2 separate regions of the Mustela erminea genome follow, and region 2 is linked to region 1. A link is a contact called in public Hi-C data. All regions are on one chromosome and are shown on one strand. Each heading gives the region's core, a stretch centred on a gene start, on an enhancer-like site or on the middle of the called end of the contact. The rest is flanking DNA. Distances are from core to core; before and after follow the strand shown. Region 1 holds the start of PSMG2 (proteasome assembly chaperone 2). Region 2 holds the start of SEH1L (nucleoporin SEH1).

Region 1 (6,554 bases), core at 3,111-5,610:
AACAATTATAGGAATCAAGTATACAATTTTAAAGTTATATAAAAGAGAGTTACAGATTCCCATCCTAACTTTTATTTTTGAAGGTTATAAATCTAGCTATCTTTCATATATAAGAGGGATTATGTCTCATTCTCCATTATAGCCTCAGCACTTTCCTAGCACAGGATAATGCACCTAACATGCACTTACTGATTCACTGACTTTAGAGACAGAGAGCATGCACACACAAGTGGCAGGGAGAGAGGAAGAGAGAATATCAAACAGACTCTGTGTTGAATGCAGAGCCCAATGCGGGGCTGGATCCCACAATGCTTAAATCATGACCTGAGCCAAAACCAAGAGTCGGATACTTAACCAACTGTGTCACCCAGGGCACTCCCCATAGGCATTTAAATGTTTACTACTAATGAAGAAACCATTAAGACAGTAAGAAAATAATCTTCACGGAAAATTAATTAGCAGAAAATAAAGAAGGTGGGTGGAAGTAATTCATATAAAAAAGAGCAGTGGAGAAAATAAAAGCAAAGTAGGAAGATCCATTCATTATAAATCTCTCCTTACAGCAAAAGTTGTAATGGTTGTTCTACAATAAAACCTAACAAAGATTTATTCAGTTAAGAGACAATTTATCATCACTCCTTACCTAAGCTTTCTCGGTGTACTTCAAGTAAAAAGCCATCATGAAAATCTGGTTCACAGGCACATGGAACAGGTTTAGAACGAAAACGTTGGTTTCGAAAATGTAAACATAAAGTAAAGGTTGAACAAACTTGTCCTGGTAAAGGCTCAGGTTCTTGTAGATGTTCCAAGAAAGCTTTTCCACCCAAAACCTGAAGGTAAAGATACCTCCGTGTTGGATCAATATTAGCTGTAAAGTGTAGCAATATATATGAGGAAACTGCCAAATAACTTAAGGAATGTGATCAAGACAATAGGAAATAATAACTTAACAGAAATAAAACCAAAGACTAAATAAAGAAAAAGAGTAACAAATTTACTCTGTACCAGGACCATTTACAACCAGGGAAGAAAACAAACATAATATAATATCTTTATCTGAGTTTATATATATCCTGGCTACTTTTTCCCAGCTAGAAAGGAGTCAGAACCAAGGCTTAAGAAACTTTCACTTTTTAGTTGCTTATCCAACCCTCCTTTACTGCCACAAACGAACTCAGACAAGTATAAACTCAGCAAGTGTACTTGTTAGGTAACTAGCATTTTAAAAAGCAAGGCTGTATAATGTTTGTAAAATAAATTATTAGAACAGAAGAAACAGGTGATGCTGTTTTTGTTTCCATTCTACGATACATTAAATCTTCTGACATACACACTTCACGCAAAATAGAATCTCAGTTTTTTTTTTTTTTTTTGGTAATTAACCACAAAAATGTTAAGTATTTCATTTGGGAAAGAAGTAATGTTTACTATCAAATACCAAACACAGCACATCAATATGTAATACTGGGCAAAACAAAAATCAATGTTAAAAAGAAATATACATACTTTTTTTTAACAACGTTGATTGTCTATCAGTAAAACAAACAGGTTGTTTTGGAGAGGAAGGTAGTTCTTGATCAACACTGTCCTAGAAAAGCAGGAAAAAAATTGAAAACAAATTAGAAAACAAAAATTAAAGCTAAGCAAGGAAATGTCAACAATGGGACTAAGAAGTAAATAAAAATAGATAGGATAAAGCCCCCTCAAGGAAACTCTTATTTTCTCAGCATAATTAAAATAATGAAAAGCCTGCAAAAAAAAGATGATGTGACTGGTCACACCTAAAATCTAATAAGGAATTTAACTGTCTTCAATGTCCACAGAACGCAAAAAACAAATCCTTAACATCTTAAACAAGGTTAAACTTTTTCTAAGCCTAATATGACATTTGGCTTATGATTATGAACTGATTATAATAAGGGAATGACATTCACACAGCAAAAGCTGTTACTGGGTCAATTTTTAAACAAATGGGTTTATAAACCTCAAAAACCAAAAAAGGAGGCTGTATTAAAATACTTATTCCCCAGTGTATTACGTAGTCCATCCAATTTTTACATTATATTACCCAGGCATTATTAGGTCACAGTGTCTCATTATTGCCTCATTTTCAAAAGAAGGCCTACTTACTAATTTGTGCACTGAGGCTATCATCCCACTACTGACCTATTTGTATAAAGAGATTTGAAGGTTCTTACACAATTATTTTCTTAAAGAAATGGATAATTTGTTGATCATAGAGAATGGACTTCCAAAAGAATGTGTTTATTTTAAAAATATGCCTAATCTTAAAAAAAATTATAGAATACTAGTGAAAAAGAACTGGGTTATGGTGAACTAATTTAACTGAAATATATACACTTAAAATTATAGACCTAGAGAATAACAACAGAAAATTCTGTCATTTTAGAGAGAAAAATATAGTATGTAACTCCAATCTCTCTGATAAATAATCCTACTTGCAACAGTCAAGGGTAGAGTTAGCTTATCCTTGAAGTAAGGATATTACTAAACAAAAATGGTCTTGTTTTAAAGTGATTTGACTAAAAAGAAACCCCAAATATGGACCTTATAAGCAGCACTAAGCATGGGAACAAACTCAAAATTTTTCCCTTAACAGATTACTCACAGTAACAAAATTAAGTTCTTTCATCACATCATCAATGATTCCCCGACGTCTAAGGGCTTTGATCAAATCTTCTGTTGATAACTGTTGTTGATCTGGTGCCAATTCTTCCCTTATTGTCTCAGCGAGGATTTCCCTTATTCTGCCATGGACATCCATCTATGTGGAAAACTCGCATTACAATTTACATTCATGAAGCCATCAAACATTGCCAATTAACTAATTTCTTTCTAAAACACCCAAGGGGGGAAAAAAAAGAGGGAAAGTGGATAGACAAAATTCAGGAAGGCTTCTCAAGCTAATAGTAAACGTAACATTGTCACTAGAAGTCAATGAGAATAAAGGCAAGACTTTTTAAAAGAAAAAAAATTTTAGGATGAATTTTTTTTTTTTGGTACAAATTCTAGAAATAATTTCTGCTGGTTATTTACGTACTACCTTTGTTACCCTTTCCCCACAAGTAACACTCAACAAAAAAAGACCTTTTGAAAGAGGGTAGTATGATCAGGAGACCACAGACTTGGAGCAGGAAATCAAGAGAATGAATTTCAGCCTTGAACTTATTAGAGGTGACACTGAGTCAACTTTTTTACCCTTTATGAATCTGGAAAAAGTAGTGCCCTACCCAGATTACTGTGAGGCTTAGGTAAAAGATGCTAAACACTTACCACAAAGCCTTACATACAGGGGCACAATGAACGGTAGCTTTTATTACTTCAGCTTACTGCATTCAGCCAAGCACCTGAACAATGTCCTTGAACTCCCCACTATCACAAACACTTTCATTACAAGACTTTTAGTAACTTCCCTTTCGTGACTTAAGAACTGCTGATTTGGTTCAACTTCAAAGACACAAGTTTCATCCTTAAAGTAATTCTAATTGCTGAGTTCTGAATATCCACCTGCTCCAAACACAACTTGTACTGGATCGGATACCCAGTAACCGCAGGATGAATGCTCCGGCGGCACAGCTGTGCTCTCTCTCTGCCGCGTTCCGTCACCTCAAACTCTCACCAGCACCTGTCCGCATTGTTCTCTTTCACCAAGGCTAGGAAGCAGCCCTGGGCTGCGACCCCGGACCCCGTCCAGCCCGCGCTCTGTGCCCCAGAGCCTGCGCTCGCGTCCCACGCAAACATGCGCCGCCGTCGACCGGATCTCGGGACGCCAGGCTGGGCGCTCAGGACCAAAGGCGGCCAGAGAGGCCCCCGGTGGCCCGGCGCCCGCGGCCCTCACCTTGCTCAGCTGCTGGTGGATGAGCTGCTTCAGCTCCGAGGCTTTCTCCGGAGGCAGCGACATCTTTGGGGCCGGCACCTCACCGCGCTTCTCCCCGCTTCGGGCGCGCCCCAGCCAGCCCCGGAATGCCAGTCGCGGCTGAGGAGAGCCGGCGCGCCTGCTTGGCCTCACGCAGCTCCCGCGGGGGCGCGACGCCGCGTCAGGACCGGGGCTGGGTGGGAGCCGAAGCAGCGGCGGCGCTCAACTGTTGCTTTCAAACGGCGCGGACTACCAGGGCTCGGGCTGCCCCCCTTCCTGCCTGATCGCCTCCGCCTGCCGCATCCCTCTCTGGGGGTCCGCAACCCGCGAGCTCAGCGCTCCCCACCGTCCTGCCCTGCCAGCGTCTCCGCAGGCACTGCCCGTCCCCATCTTTCCTCCGGTCGCGGGCCCTTTGCGCCCTGCGGACGGGCAGAGATGTGGACGGACCCTTTAGGACCCCACGCCGAGCGCCTCGGCGGACCCCGCCCCGCCCCGCCCCGCCCCCGTCGCTAGGGACTCTGGGGACTCCAACGCACCTGCGCGGCGCGGCGTTCGCGGTTTCGCTTTTCCGGACCTTCGTTTCTGCCGGCGCCGAGCTCGCCCGGTTCTCCCACATCTGTGCGACCATGTTCGTTCCCTGCGGAGAATCGGTCCCCGACCTCGCGGGCTACACCTTCCTAATGGTGAGTCCCCGCTTTCGCGAGCACCGCGTGCCGGGCTTGGAGTGCTTCCCCTCGAGAGGTTTCTGAGGTGGCTCGCCACCGCGAGTCCAGGTGTTTCACCAGCCCTGGGACAGAGGGCGGTCTTTGCTTCTGTCTCAGGTTTGCAGCCTGCACTGCAGACAGGTGGTCGCTGGATGCGGCGCTATCACCATACGTTTCTGAGACTGGGGCTTGTAGTCTTCGTTGACTGTGAAACGTAATGTGTTTGGTTGTTTCAGGTAACGTTGTGCATAGGTACGGGCCATTTTCTTTTCATTATATCTTAGAAAATCTTTCTTCAGCTAGTAGCAGAGCCAGTCGTAAGCTTGCAACACTTGGTCACTAACTAGGAAACTACAAGTGAGGTAATAAAAGTTATCCTCGTCAGCAGCTAACATAACGGTTTTACTGCTCCTAAAATTGCCCATATTCCGTCACTGTTTCAATAAAGATTGTGTAATGTAAAAATATCAAATAAGACTAGGTCTTTGTCCTCAGGAGGTGTGCAGTCTAGTTGGAAACACACGTAAACCAGTAAGGGCAATAAATGCAAGGATAGTACTTTGAAAAGGGTACAGAAGAACCCTAGGACTTATTGGGAGGGGGAGGGACACAAGGACCTGTTAAAAGTTTTATGTGTGGAATCCGGGGGCGGGGCAAGGGGGGGAACCTCATAGACACAGAGAACAAATTGATGGTTGTCAGAGGCGGGTGAGGACAGGGGCTGCTTGAAATGAAATAAAGACAGGGAAAAGGTACAAATCCCCAGTTATAAATAAGTCTTGGGTGTCAATTGTAGGGCGTGGTGTCTATACTAAACAATACTGTATTGTGTGTATTTGAACCTTGCTAAGAGAGTAGATCTTAAAAGTTCTCATTACAAGAAAAATTTGTATCTGGTTGATTAATGTTAAGTAAACCTATTGTGGTAATCTTTTCACAATATATACATGTATCAAATTGTGTTATATACCTAAGACTGATAAAAATGTTAATGTCAGTCATATCTCAGTTTTTTAAGTGATGGTAATCACTTTTGGGCAATTTTCACCTTAATGGTGTATTCAAGAAATGTGAATGAATATTAAAATTAGTGTATGATAAGGTATTGAAAAGGGAAATTTTATGTAATTTCAAAATATCTCCCTGAAAAATATTTATTTATCACAAAAGGGAAAGGTATCCTTGCAGGAGATGAAACATGTAAGTACTATATATTCCCATGTTTACTTTGGAGTAGAGACTTGACATCAGAGTGAGGCAAAATTGAGTCCCTGATGTCAGGAAGTTATCTTAGGACAAGGAGAAGGGGGTGTGGGCGTGCTCTGAGAACTGGTACAACCTGCATGGGGTCTTAGGCTCATTCTCTCAGGTAAGGATATCAGGGTCTTGCCTGTTCATAGGCTGCAACCATATCAGTGGACCTTGAGTCCAGACTTCTGCAGAGACTGCTAGTAAGATACCTGGCAGAAGAGAAAGATTTGTAGGGAAAGTAATGTCCAAAGAATTATTGGTGGTAACCTTGACAGCAATAGACTGGTGAAGGAAGGGAAGCCATATTGGAGTAGTTTGAATAAGTGGAAGAAGGGATGGAGACTTGTATATGTACGTATTTGTTGATCAATTCAGAAAAAAAGTTCCTGGTTGCCTGGGTGGCTCAGTTGGTTAAGCAACTGCCTTCAGCTCAGGTTATGATCCCAGAGTCCTGGGATCGAGTCCCACATCGGGCTCCCAGCTCCGCGGGGAGTCTGCTTCTCCCTCTGACCTTCTCCTCTCTCATGCTCTCGCTCTCTCTTACTTTGTCTCTCTCAGATAAATGAATAAAATCTTAAAAAGAAAGAAAGTTCCTGCTTATGTTTTAGTGGACAGCTGAGGAATTTTGAGTTCAAAGAGACACCAAGAAGTGAGGTGGTAGCTAGGGGAATATGTGGGATCAAAGGGAGGGTATTTCAGAAGAAAAGATTACAACATGTGTG
Region 2 (6,688 bases), core at 2,360-4,859, 240 kb after region 1:
AAGAAAAAACTTGGTGACGATTGATCAGTGGTTGTCAGGGGTTGGGGGAGGGTGAGATGAATGGGCAGAGCACAGAGAATTGGTAAGACAGTAAAACTATTCTGTATGATACTACAATGGCGGGTATATGTCACCATGCATTTGTCAAAACCCATAGAATATACAATATACCTTTACCCAGAGTAAACCTCAAGGGAAACTATAGACTCTGGGTGATGGTGATGATAATGAGTCAGTTATAGTTCACCAATTATTACAACTGTACTACTGTGTTGCTAGCAATTGATAGTTGCTAGCATCCATTAACACTACTGTGTATGGGGGTAGAGAAGGCTTGTATATGAGAACTCTATGTATTTTCTGCTCAATTTTACTGTGAACTGAAAGCTACTCTAATAAATAGTCTTAAAAAAAATCTCTTGTATTTCACCTATTCAACCCTCCACCTGGATAATCTCTGGCAAATATTGATCTGTTTACTGTCTCTGAGCTTTAAAAATGTTTTTTAATTAAAAGATATATTTTTAAAAATTTTATTTATTTTATAGAGAGACAGAGAGAGAGAGAGGAAAGGGAGCATGAGTGGGGAGGAGAAGGAGAAGCAGGCTCCCCGCTCAGCAGGGGGCCTGATGTGGGGCTCCATCCCAGGATGCTGGGATCATGACCTGAGCTGAGGGCAGATGCTTAACTGACTTAGCCACCCAGGCGCCACTAATGTATTATTTTTAAAATTAAAAAAATTAATTAACAAATAATGTATTACTTGTTTCAGGGGTACAGGTCTGGGATTCATCAGTCTTATATAACGAGCACCCGGTACTCATTACAGTACATACCCTCCCCAATGTCCTTCACCCAGGTAGCCCATCGCCCAACCCCCTTCCCTCCAGCAATCCTCTTTGCTTCCTAAGATTTTTTTTCTAAGCGTCTTTTCATGGTTTGTCTCCCTCTCTAGTTTCGTCTTGTTTCATTTTTGCCTCTCTTCCCCTATGATCTTCTTTCTGCCATGTTTATTAAATTCCGTAACTCAGCGAGATCATATGGTAATTGTCTTTCTCTGACTGACTTATTTCATTTAGTGTAATACCTTCTGGTTCCAGCCCTGTCATTGCAGTGGCAAGATTTCATTTTTGATGGCTACATAATATTTCTCTCTCTCTCTCTCTCTCTATGTATACACACACACACACACACACACACACACACACACACCCCCCCCACATCTTCTTTATCCATTTATCTGTCAATGGACATCTAGGCTCTTTCCATAGTTTGACTATCATGGATATTGCTGCTATAAACATGTGTGATGCACAGGCACCCCTAATTTAAAGAATATTTTTAAAAAGTTTTAGACCTTTTAGGGACACTTGGCTGGCTCAGTCAGAAGAGCATATGACTCTTGATCTCAGGGTTGTGAGTTCAAGCTCCACATGGGGGAGAGTGATTACTTAAATAAGTAAAACTTCAAAAAGTTTTAGAACATTTCTAAATTGATTGAATTTTGTGAGTACTGCTTTTGGAAATGAGTCTCTTCAACCTTAAAGCAGTCACAGCTGTTATTAGTAATCATACTGGCAACTCACAGATTTGGAGTCTGTTAAACTGTCAGTAACATCTTACTTTTTCTTTTCTTTCTTATTTATTTATTTATTTATTTATTTTTGAGAGAGGGGGTGTGGTGGGGGAAGAGAAGAATCTCAAGCAGGCTCCATGCTCAGAGTAGAGCCCAACATGGAGCTCAAACTCACAACCCTGAGATCATGATCTGAGCCAAAATCAAGAGTAGGATGCTTTACCGACTGAACCACCCAGGTGCCCCCAAATCTTATTATTTTTACTTTATTTTATTTTTAAAGATTTTATTTATTTATTTGTCAGAGAGAGAGAGAGCAAGCGAGCACAGGCAGACAGAATGGCAGGCAGAGGCAGAGAGAGAAGCAGGCTCCCTGCCAAGCAAGGAGCCCGATGTGGGACTCGATCCCAGGACGCTGGGATCATGACCTGAGCTGAAGGCAGCTGCTTAACCAACTGAGCCACCCAGGCGTCCCTATTTTTAGTTTAAAAAAAAAAAAAAAGAAAAAAAGAAAAGGCAAGCAAAAAAAAAAAAAAAAAAAAAATTCCAGAAAGGCTAAGTCATTTCTCCACCTCCCTCTGCAGGTTTCTCTGCAATCCATTGAAGGACAGCTGGGACTAATTATTTTGAAAACTTTCTAGCCTGCTAATCTCATTATGCCCCACATTCTTGTCATTTCTCATTCCTGGCCATAATCCAAAATATAAACCCTTTCTGCGGGCTTATTTTTGAGATTTTTTCCCCTATTTTCATTCTCCAAATATTCCACCATTTCCCATCCTCATTTTACCATAAGCCCTCTAGAATCCCTGATAAACAAAACACCCTAAATCGCTACACTCTCTGCAGAATAGAGGCATGCTCCTCTTTTCGAAAGTTCATGTTACAGCACTTCGCTTTCATGCAAGACCTACATCAGTACCTGTTTTTGTTAACAACGAAAAAATTTAAAGGGGATTTTTTACTTTTGCAGAAAGATCCAGTGTTTGTTTTGCAGCTAGCTGTCATAGAAGCAGCAGTAACCGTGAGCCATCAGCGGGAATGCAGAGCTTCTTCCCTGGGAGCTAAACAGCATCTGAACGTCAGACTGCCAAAGCTTTGAACTGTGTGTGTGAACATCTGTTGATTTATTTTTGTGCATCCATTAACAAGATGTGACCCTAAGGTGCTATCAGAAAAGCCCCAAAGTATTTATTTTGGGGGTCCGAAACGGCTTAAGAAATTTCCATGTAAACTTACGGTAATTGATTCTTCCTTTCTGCCATCTCATCTTAGTAAAGGTTTTATAGGAATGCTCTACTTTCAGATAGGCCAAGAAAATCCGTATTCCTCCACTTCCGGGCTTTGACAAAATCATTGATTTGAGGGCTCTTTTCCAGGGATCTCTTCCCAGGGTTTTTTTGTTTTGCTTGTTTGACTTATTTCTTTATTGAGAACTCTGGCTCCAGACATCTCAGACTTCCAGTTCGTTTTGGATACTGCTATTTTTTTTAGGTGACTTGAGTTTCTTCATAAAGAACTTTTGAAACTTCTAGTCTCCCATTGCCCGTATCTTGGTTCTTGACACCAAAAGCCTGTTCTGTGTAAACTTTAAACCATTTTGGTGACTTTGGATCCTTACCTTTTCTCTTCTTCACACCAGCTCTTCGACCTCCAAAATCCCTCGGTTTTTCCCTCTCAACTCTATCCCTCCTGCCTTTACGTTTCGGCTGAGTCTGGACTCCTCAGACATATTTCCACCCTTCCTTGCCCTTTAATTGTCCCGGAAAAGCGCCCCTCCGTCTTCACTTGCTCTGAGCCAGAGTCTGGGTTGGGGCTTAGACACTAACCAATACTGACTCAAATCCCACGGCTGTGGATGGTTTTTCTAACTTTCTCACTTTTCCCAATAATCATACTTTAACAACTAATTCTTTTAAACTTTATTACAGCACAGCAAAGCTCGGTCTCCTACGGCCTTACCGCCGTGGTACTTTTTTCAGGCCGCGCAGGCGCAGTCGCCCTCCCCGCGGCCTCTCGGGGCATGACGGGTAAAGGGGCGGGATGCACGGCTCCGGGGCGCGCGGGCCACGCGCCGTGCGCACCCTGTCGGCGGCGGGGTCCTGGTGGGCTGCAGTCTCCGCGCCGCCGCGGCCGCCCTCTTTGGTGGTGGGAGGGGCAGATCGAGGAGGCGCGGCCTGACGGAAGCCATGTTTGTGGCGCGCCACATCCCGGCGGACCATAAAGATCTCATCCATGATGTCTCTTTCGACTTCCACGGGCGACGGATGGCTACCTGCTCCAGCGACCAGAGCGTCAAGGTGTGCGCGGAGCCTTGGGGTGGGACCGGGCCCAGAAAGGGGGGGAAGGAGAACGTGCACGACTCCCTATTAGACCGGAGCGAGCCTCGCTTGGAAAGAGGACTACCCGCCGATTTTAAGGCGTGCCGCTGGGCACGAGGTTTGGAGCCCAAGGCGGGCGGGCAGCGGGTTTGCTCCGCCAGCCTTGCCTCAGCATTGTGGGTCATAGCCGCCCCCTTCTCGGGGTGGGAGGTAGCACGCTGCTTTGCGCCTGCGCGGACTGCGAGGGCGGGCGTCGTAGCCGCGTGCGCGCTCCTGCCACTGGGAGCCTTGGGAGCGCGCGTGTTCCAGCCCGCGCAGGCTTGAGTCCTTGTGGGCAAGAGCCGAGAGAACCCCAGCCTTGTCTGCGTGAGGGGCTTTTCAGACCGCGCGGGTTTGGGGGTGGTTGTGCTGTTACCACACTGGTTCAGCCAGGGGACCTGGCCTTGCGACTTGTCATGCAGTCCGTTTGCAGTGTTGTCTCAAGTGCTGTGTGCCTTGTCCCTGTCTTGGGGAGACGGGAAACTCATCTCTTTTCCCCGTGGAAGAAACCTAAATCCATGTTTGTTTCTTAGAGTTCGTGTGAATGAATGTACACGGCTCTGACAAGCAGGAATTCTGGGATAAGAGGATGGTATTTTGGGATTTAGGAGCTGTAGAGATTATTATACAGTAAATGATAGTAGTTTTGAAGTTGAAAGCTGGAGTGTGGATTGTTTGTATTCTCGACGACTCCAGAATAACTGAAAATCTGAAGGCCGTTTTTACTAGTTTTCACCGACAGGTTTGATACCAGCGATCCCTCAAAGATAGTTATTAATAACAACCTGCTTTGGGGCGCCTGGGTGGCTCAGTTGGTTGAGCGTGGGATTCTTGATTTCAGCTCAGGTCCTGATCTCAGTCAGAGTCGGCAGATGACCTGCATGGGGCTCTGAGCTCGGCGAGGGTCTGCTTCTCTCCTCCCATTACCCCCTCCCCTGTCCGCAGAAACACGCTCTAAAATACATACATACATACATACATACATATATTCCCTTTTGAAAAATCGTATCGTCAAATCCATGGAATAACTATAGCATTGTAATTCCTAAAAGGTTTTAAGTCACCTGAATTTTTTTTTTATTGTGTTAAACTGACCATCTCCAAGTGTATTTTATAGTTAACTGGCATAAAGCACAACATTGCCATTGTTGTGCAGCCATCACCACTATTCATCTCTGACACTTCCTTTTCATCCTAAACTAAAATTCTACTCTGTAACTTCTTCCCCACTGCCCCCAGCGCTTCCTTGGTCACTTCCAATCCTTTCTGTATAAATTTGACTATGCTGGGTATCTCATATAAATGTAACCATACAAGTTACCATGATGTTTTCAAGGTTCATCCATATTTAGAGCATGTACAGAATTTCATTAAGATTGAATAATATTGGAATGGCTGGGTGGCTTAGTAGATTGAGGGTCTGCCCCTTGGGCTCAGATCATTATCCCTGGTCCTGGGGCAGGACTGAATTTCCAGGTTGGCTCCTTACTCAGCTGGGGAGCCTGCTCTTTTATCTGCTTGCCACTCCTGCTGCTTGTGCCAGCACACTCGGTCTCTGAGAAATAAATAAAATCTTAAAAAAAAAAAAAGATTGATGGGGTGCCTGGGTGGCTCAGTTGTTAGGTGTCTGCCTTCGACTCAGGTCATGATTGTAGCTTTCTGGGATCAACACCACATGGGGCTCCCTGCTCACCGCTTCTCCCTCTCCAGCTCCCCCCTGCTTTCTGTCTGTCAAATAAATAAATAAAATCTTAAAAAAAAATTGAATGTTCTGTTGTATATGTACACATTTTGTCTATCCACTTGTCGAATATTGCATTGTTGTCTCTTAACCGAATATGCCATGCATTTTTTCCTTATCCACTTATTATTGAATCTTAATTAATCTTTCAATTTTGTAGGTTTTGTCTGTCAGAAGTGTTATTGCAGTTAAAATGTTCATCACTTTAGCTTTTTGTGTGTTTTGAATGATTTTCTTAACCTCATTCAAGTATGAATATTTTAAAAGCTTTTGTGAATAATTGGCAGATTGCCTTTTCCAAGGTTCTGCAATATATTTTATACTGCCAGAGTGTTGATTTGATGGGATCATTATCCATGTCAGGCATTATTAACATTTTTTTCTTTTATTTATTTAAATTGTGGTGAAATACACATAACATAAAATTTACCATTGTAACCATGTTTAAGTGTATGGTTTAGTAGTATTAAGTACATTCATATTTTTGTGCAACTATCACCACCATCTATCCACAGAACCTTTTCATTTTGCAAAACTGAAACTCTGTACCCATTCTCCATATCATCACCCCCAGCAATCCCCATTCTACTTTCTATGAATTTGACTACTCTAGGTACTTCATATAAGTGGAATCATACAATATTTGTCTGTTTTGTGACTAGCTTATTTCACAGCATAGGGTCTTTGAAGTTTGCACCTGTTGGAACCTGTGTTAGAATTTTCTTCCTCGGGGTGCCTGAGTGACTCAGTGGGTTAAGCCTCTGCCTTCGGCTCAGGTCATGATCTCTCGGGGTCCTGGGATCGAGCCCCACATTGGGCTCTCTGCTCAATGGGGAGCCTGCTTCCCCCTCTCTCTCTGCCTGTCTCTCTGACTACTTGTGAACTCTGTCTCTCTCTCTCTCTCTCTGCACCAGATAAATAAATAAAATCTTAAAAAAAATTTTTTTTTCTTCCTCTTTAAGGTTGAGTATGTATTGTAAATATTTCTTTCTTTTTAAGGCTGAATGATAG

Evidence for each region. A called contact is a pair of places that touch in the nucleus more often than the background predicts.
Region 2: a Hi-C map of spleen shows a contact between it and region 1, with 2.2 times the contacts expected there. The contact joins the promoter of SEH1L here to the promoter of PSMG2 in region 1. A contact is called at or near these places in 2 of 3 Hi-C or Micro-C datasets (skeletal muscle and spleen).

Annotation. Positions count from the first base shown.
Region 1 is chr13:60,659,018-60,665,571 of mMusErm1.Pri, forward strand. PSMG2 (proteasome assembly chaperone 2) reads left to right here and starts at 4,361. Exons shown (of 8, transcript XM_032310346.1): 1 at 4,361-4,560. The coding sequence starts at 4,504. It overlaps CEP76 (centrosomal protein of 76 kDa), which reads right to left and starts at 4,124. Exons shown (of 13, transcript XM_032310343.1): 1 at 3,860-4,124; 2 at 2,630-2,785; 3 at 1,507-1,588; 4 at 644-868. The coding sequence starts at 3,922.
Region 2 is chr13:60,901,592-60,908,279 of mMusErm1.Pri, forward strand. SEH1L (nucleoporin SEH1) reads left to right here and starts at 3,610. Exons shown (of 9, transcript XM_032311499.1): 1 at 3,610-3,876. The coding sequence starts at 3,766.